2 separate regions of the Ovis aries genome follow, and region 1 is linked to region 2. A link is a contact called in public Hi-C data. All regions are on one chromosome and are shown on one strand. Each heading gives the region's core, a stretch centred on a gene start, on an enhancer-like site or on the middle of the called end of the contact. The rest is flanking DNA. Distances are from core to core; before and after follow the strand shown. Region 1 has its middle 20 kb from the start of SLC25A10. Region 2 holds the start of PPP1R27 (protein phosphatase 1 regulatory subunit 27).

The links. A called contact is a pair of places that touch in the nucleus more often than the background predicts.
Region 1: a contact with region 2 is called in a Hi-C map of mixed tissues, with 2.7 times the contacts expected there. The contact joins the enhancer-like site here to the promoter of PPP1R27 in region 2. A contact is called at or near these places in 4 of 16 Hi-C or Micro-C datasets (mixed tissues, retroperitoneal adipose tissue and tail adipose tissue).

Annotation. Positions count from the first base shown.
Region 1 is chr11:50,587,420-50,590,915 of ARS-UI_Ramb_v3.0, reverse strand. No RefSeq gene overlaps it. Among named protein-coding and RNA genes, the nearest start is that of SLC25A10, 20 kb to the left of the region's middle. Within about 2 kb of position 1,490, at least 5 of the 54 cell types and tissues checked have an H3K27ac peak or open chromatin away from gene starts, as enhancers often do.
Region 2 is chr11:50,543,475-50,546,953 of ARS-UI_Ramb_v3.0, reverse strand. It overlaps PPP1R27 (protein phosphatase 1 regulatory subunit 27), which reads right to left and starts at 1,251. Exons shown (of 3, transcript XM_004013068.5): 1 at 929-1,251; 2 at 699-849; 3 at 53-417. The coding sequence starts at 1,118. The coding sequence ends at 294.

The DNA.
Region 1 (3,496 bases), core at 241-2,740, 44 kb before region 2:
TCCACTTCCGGCTCAGGACCAACCAGAGAAAGTCAAGTACGCTGCTGTAACCAACCAGATGGGTTGCAGCACCTTCAGTTGGCCACCCACAGCTTCCTCAAGCCCATAGTCCCTTTTGGAGTGCACCTGAGCCCCCTGAGCTCCCCTTTCACGATGGAGCTGCCCCCTCCTCTGTCTGCCTTGAATCTCTCCAGCATGCAAGCGAGCGGGCTACTTCCCTATCAGAGCACGGTGAGCACATAGCCTCTCGTTCTCATTTACATGGTCTTCGGTTACTGCCACAATGTTTGACCAAAACTCACACACAAGCACACCAGATATGGCTGGTTTCACAGGTGAGTTTTTACTGTGATCGTGGAACAGAAAACTCGTTGTCTTAAAATTTTCAGAGACTTCCTGGTGATCCAGTGGTTAAGACTCTCAACTTTGAGGGGGAATGAAGAGGGAGAATGGGTTTGACCTCAGATCGGAGAGGACCCCTCATGCTACCTGGCACAGCCAAAAAAATGTTTAAAAAAAAATCATGGAAGGCTAGCATGATCTCAACTCCAAAACGAAAGTTAAAAGACCAATCTAATTCCTGATGGTGAATGCATAAAACCCAAAGAAACTGTTAATAAAGTCAGCTATACAACAAAAAATGTTAGACCTCTGACCATGCTGGGCTTACAGTGGGATTTCAATGTCAGGAAACTGATGAATGTACTTCCCATTACAGGTTAAAGGAAAACAAAATCCATGATCATCTTAACAGCTGCAGAAGGAGGACTTGAAACAATTGAACACTCATTTGTGATTTTTAAAAAATCGTCTAGCAACCCAGTAGTAGAACAACAACTTGTTGATCTGATAAAGGGCATTGCCTTAAAAAGATACAGTAAAATTAAAGACCACAAATTATGGGAGGAAAGACAGACATTTGATCATACAACAATTTTTGGTATTATGCATGGCAAAACCTTCTATAAAGAAATACATACAAACATGCACAAACAGATCAGGGAAAACCTTTGCAAAGTATATGGTAAAAAGTTCCTAATATACTAATTGTTCTTACAAATCACTAAGAAAAAAATCCACCTGATAGGAAAATGGGCTAAGATTACAAAACTTTTCTGGGCTGTAGACCCTGCACAGGGCTTCCCCGGTGGCTCAGTGGTAAAGAATCTGCTTACAATGGAAGAGACACGGGTTCAATCCCTGAGTTGCGAATAGCCCCTGGAGGAGGGCACAGCAGTCCACTCCAGTATTCTTGCCTGGAGAATCCCCATGGACAGAGGAGCTTGGTGGGCTCCATAAGGTCACAAAGAGTTGGACACAACTGAAGTGGCTGAGCACACACGCATGAAGACCCTGCATTAACCAGGAATCTTTTGATTACGTAGTACAGAAACCCAGTTCAGACTGATTTATGCATGGGGGAATGTATTGACTCACCTGGACATAAGGCATGACTTAATCCAGGTGTGTCATCCACCTCTCTTCCTGTTTCAGTCTGACTTTTCCCCGCATGGCTTCATTCCTGGGCAGTCTCTCCTCAAATCCTGGCCACATTGTGCCAGCTCAGCGTCTCCATGGAGAAAATGAGAGCAGGCCTGGGTGGCTTCTCATTGCCCCCACCTGAGCCATTTGTCTCCATGAATCAACTTCAGCTGCCAAAGACAGACTGGCTGGCCGAGTCTGGGTTTCTAACCTCCCCTAGACTAAGAGTGGGGAGAGAGACCCCAAAGGGAAACCAAAATACTCTTAGCAGAAAAGAGCCGAGGACTGCAGAATGTTATTCGGGCAAAAGGGAGCTCAGCCCATCCCAATCCTATTTAGAAATTAAAACAGGTCTGGATGGCCTTTTGCTCAAAGAATTTCTTCTTCTACTGAATGATTTGAAACATCTATTGTGTGCTTTTTTTTCCATGAAAAAAAAATTGTATTAGGTTTTGTAATCAGTCCCACAATCTATTATGTACTTTAAAACACAGAGTACTTGCGTTTCTGGTGCCTCCAGACGTGGATTCTAATGAACTAATTGCATAAATGTCATGGAAGCAAAGTAGGAAAGGACTTCTGGGAGCCTGCCTGTGTTTCTGGGAGGAATTCTGGGAGGACCAAAGAAAAGCAGGAGGGAGGCAGGAGAGCTCCATGTGGAGAACCTGGTGCTTGCCAAACCCCTGCAGTGGGCGGGAGCCTGGGGGCTGCGTCCCAGGATGGAAGCCAGTGGGTGGAGGGTGGAGGGCAGAAGGGGGGCCAGCAGGGCCTGGGCTATGAGGTCAGACACTGTTAGAGGGCCCTGATCAGGGCTGTGACTGGATCAGGCATGGATATTAAAGGATTCTCAGGGCTGGCAGTCCATCAATTAAATATAGAGTTACCATGGTTGTCACTGTTTAGTCACTAAGAGTTGCTATGAAAGTGAAAGTATTAACTCACTCAGTCATGTTCAATTCTCTTGGACCCCATGGACTATAGCTCGCCAGGCTCCTCTGTCCATGGAATTCTCCAGGCAAAAATACTGGAGTGGGTAGCCATTCCCATCTTCCTGACCCAGGGATTGAACCCAATTCTCCCACGTTGCAGGCAGGTTCTTTACCAGCTGAGCCACCAGGGAAGCCCTGAGAGTTATCATGTCACCTAGCGATTCCTCTTCTGGGTTTATTCCCAAGAGAAATGAAGACATGTCCACATGAAAGGCTGCTAAATGGGTGATCACAGCCGCCCTATCACAGTCGCCAAAAGTCCGTCTGTGTATGAAGGGATAAACAAGTCGTGGTCCATCCATTCAATAGGTGGACCTACCCAGCTTTTAAAGGGAATGAAACCCTCACACCTGCTAAAACACAGCTACACCCTGAAGACATTCAGTTCAATTCAGTTCAGTCGCTCAGTCGTGTCTCTTTGCGACCCCATGAATCGCAGCCTCCCTGTCCATCATTAACTCCCAGAGTTCACTCAAATTCATGTGCATCGAGTCGGTGATGCCATCCAGCCATCTCATCCTCTGTCATCCCCTTCTCCTCTTGCCCCCAATCCTTCCCAGCATCAGGGTCTTTTCCAATGAGTCAACTCTTCACATGAGGTGGCCAAAGTACTGGAGTTTCAGCCTCAGCATCAGTCCTTCCAATGAACACCCAGGACCAATCTCTTTTAGGATGGACTGGTTGGATCTCCTTGCAGTCCAAGGGACTCTCAAGAGTCTTCTCCAACACCACAGTTCAAAAGCATCAATTCTTCAGCACTCAGCTTTCTTCACAGTCCAACTCTCATATCCATATATGACCATTGGAAAAACCATAGCCTTGACTAGATGGACCTTTGTTGGCAAAGTACTATCTTTGCTTTTGAATATGCTATCTAGGTTGGTCATAACTTTCCTTCCAAGGAGTAAGCATCTTTTAATTTCATGGCTGCAGTCATCATCTGCAGTGATTCTGGAGCCCCCCAAATTAAGTCTGACACTGTTTCCACTGTTTCCCCATCTATTTCCCATGAAGTGATGGGACCA
Region 2 (3,479 bases), core at 2-2,501:
CAACCGGAGCCGAAGGACTGGACAGGACGATCTCCAGTAATCAGGCCATCACCACGGGCTTAGGAATCACGTTTATTGAAAAAGTAAAAAGTATAGCAATAAAAAAAAAAAAATTTCACCCGAAGAAAAACCCAGGCCGCGGTTGGGAGAGGGGAGGGCTTTTGCCCTTGTGTGGGGTCCCGGCCAGTCTGGCCGGCCCATAGCCCAGCTGGTGGGGCACTCCTGGCTTCCGGGGGAGATGGGCACCTGACTTCTCCAGGCAGAGCTAGCGCCCTGGGAGGGCAGGGCTGGGCTCAGTCCATCTTAGTCCCTTTGAATAGCTCCACCAAGTCCTTGAATTCCGGGTCAATGAGGTCTGAAGGCAGATCTCCATCGTCGTTCGCAGCTTCTCTGTCCGCCCCCAGGGAAATGAGGTACCTGGGTGCAAAGGGCAGCCCTAGTTGAGGAGGAAACGTGGCCCAGAGAATGCTCACCCCTGCCTGAAGGTAGCAGCCTGCGGTTCTGAGATCTACCTGTTTTTTCTCTTTCCAGGTGAGGTGAGGAGAAAGAAACCGACCCTTTGGAAGTTTCGCTAACTTTTGCAGTTTGCTCTTGGGAGGCAACAGGGCAGAAAGGAGATTACAGAAGCCCTTAGGGTTTTTAGCTACACTAGCAGGGCCACCTTTGGGGGGACTACATCCTTGAGGCCACCCTCTCACCTGGCTATATCAGGGTATCCGTCACTGCAGGCGATGTGCAGGGGTGTCCAGCCTGTCTCGTCTCGCTGATGAATGTCTGCCCCGTATTTGACTAGCAGCTTCACGCACTCGAGGTTTCCAGAAAGCACCGCTTCATGAAGGGCAGCCAGGCCTGGACAGGACAGGAGGGGTCAAGGCTCAGGCCTTCCCCTGCCACCCCACAGAGCCTCACTGGCCCCGCAGGCACTCACCCGAGGGGTAGATGGTGTCCAGGGAGACTTTCCGAGTCCGGATGAAGCGCCCCACCTGCTCCAGGTCGCCTTGGCGGATGTGGTCCAAGAACAGGACGTCATTAGGGAAGTGCACACTGCGATCAGCCAGGAGTCTCCGGCGCCGCTGCCTTGGGCTGTAGCGGGCATAGCGGGCTGTTCTGCTGGGCATCCTGGCAGCAATGGTTTGGGCCACCCCTGTGGGGACCCTCCTGCTCGGGGAAGGAAGGTGCACGGACCCGGACTGTGTGCAGGCTCTTCTGACTGACAGTGACCTCCAGCACTGCTGCCACAATGCTCTCCGTGCTCCTGTTGGCCAGGGCACCTTCTTATATAGGACCGGCAGAGCTATATAAAGCTGCGCAGTCATGCTCGCACCCGAGGGGCTGAAACTGAGCCGCTCCAGCTCTGCCCTCAGGATCATGTTTAGTGGTTCATCTTTCAGCCCACCTGTCGCTGTGCCTGGCCAAAGGGGTCAGATCCTTCCTGGCCACTGCTCCCTGCCCCACAACTGGACCTCGAAGGTGCTTGACAGAGGGCAGGAGAAGCACTAGAAGGGCAAGGCCCATAAGCAAGGCAGACAGATAACCAAGGTCATTGAGGACCAGGGTCTCCCTCCGTATCGAGAACTTGGGGAGAAGGGCATGATATGTGATAAGCACAGCTCCCTCTGCCCACTGGGAAGGCAAGGGGATGCTTCCTCAAACCTGAGGGAACACAGAAGAAGCTGTACAGAAGGCCCAGCCCAACCCATCTCCCTGTCATTTGTCACTTTCTATCATGGCTTGTATCACTCTCAGGGCAGTTTTCCCAAAACGTGGGCTTCAGTGGCCCTGCCCTTCTGCTTGGAAACCTCCCGGATTAGAATCAAAGTGCAGAACTTCCCTGGTGGGTCCTGTGGCTAAGACTCCCTGCTCCCAATGCAGGTGGCTGGGTTTATCCCTGGTCAGGGAACTAGATCCCACATGCCATGAGGAAAGATCCTGCATGCTGCAAGGAAATAGAAGATACCACATGCCACAACGAAGACCTGGTGCAACCAAATATTATTAAAAAAATTTTTTTAAGTTTTATTTATGTATTTTTGGCTTCACTGGGTCTCTGTTGCTGCTCGCTGGCTTTCTCTAGTTGCGGTGAGCGACGGCTACTGTTCATTGTGGTCCACGGGCTTCTCATTGCAGAGGCTTCTTGTTGCAGAGCATGAGCTCTAGAACACATAGGCTTGATAGTTGTGGCTCACAGGGCTTATTTGCCCCTCTGCGTGTGAAATCTTCCCAGAGCAGGGGTTGAACCTGTGTCTCCTGCATTGGGAGGCAGTTTCTTAACCACTGGGCCACCAGGGAAGTCCAAATTTCTCTTTTTAATAAGGACACCAGCCTACTGGTGTCCAGGGAGTAGGGCCCACCCTACTCCAGTTTGATCTCATCTTAACCAGTGACATCTGCAGCGATTCCATTTCCAAATAAGGTCACATGCTGGAGTACTGGAGTTAACACTTCAGCGTATAAATATTGAGGGGCGCAGTTTGGCCCCTAACGCTGGCGAGAGACCTGGATGCTGGAGATGGGCCAGCAGTCTGTAGTAGGGGGCAGGAACTTGGTTACGAGAAGCCGTTGCCCCACCATGTTGATCTCGTTCCAACAAAATCAACAAATTCATCAACACTCAAGGTGCAAAGCCCTGGGCCAGAACACTGCACTGCCCTGATGGGGTTTCTCCTCCTGCCTCTGCTGCTGATGTTCCCTGGGAAACTCCGCCAGGCCCAGGTCCTGCGGGGCCCCAAGGGAGGGGCGGTTCCCAGGGCTCCTGCATTTCGGGCTCAGAGTGTAGTGCTGGGCGATGCTAACTCTTGGTCACTTGCGTCACTTATGAGTAGCTACAATTTCTATCAGCGTGTTTACACGAAGCCCAGAGACAGAGTACCATGCTGTACACAGAGACAGAACTTTCCTTTGATGTGAAGATTGCTTTTTCTGCTGTTGTGGAAAGTTCTGTCTGCCTGCCATGCTCAGAGGATCAAATGAAAGAACTCTGGATGAAGAAGCTGCCACCAATGGCCTGTTTTTTCCCACCAGTGACAGGCTTCAGGCCAGATAGGGCAAACCATAGGCCCAACCAGGGTGGGCCTATTAGTGACCCCAAGAAGGACCCTTCCACTCTATCCTCCTAGAGGTAAGCTGAGAGAGCTCAGGATCTGGGCTGTGGGGTTTCTGTTTGGATATTTGGATCAGAGAAGGCACAGATGCCTGAAAGGCATTGTGGTGACAACTTGGGAAACATGTCCTCAAAGCCATGGACACAGCCTGTAGCAACTTTTGGCAGAAGCCAGCTGTGAGCAGTCTAACCTGCTATTCTCACAGCTACACCAGCACCAAACCTGTATTTACACAGCTTTGTCCCTGAGCCTCTGCCCATGTGAACTTGTCAAGTGACCTGGTTTGCACAACTTGAACATTCTGCTTTCAGGAGAACTGATGCAAACCGAAACAGTTAATGGAAAACGCTCACTTTGAAAAGTCCGAGGAAACTCAAC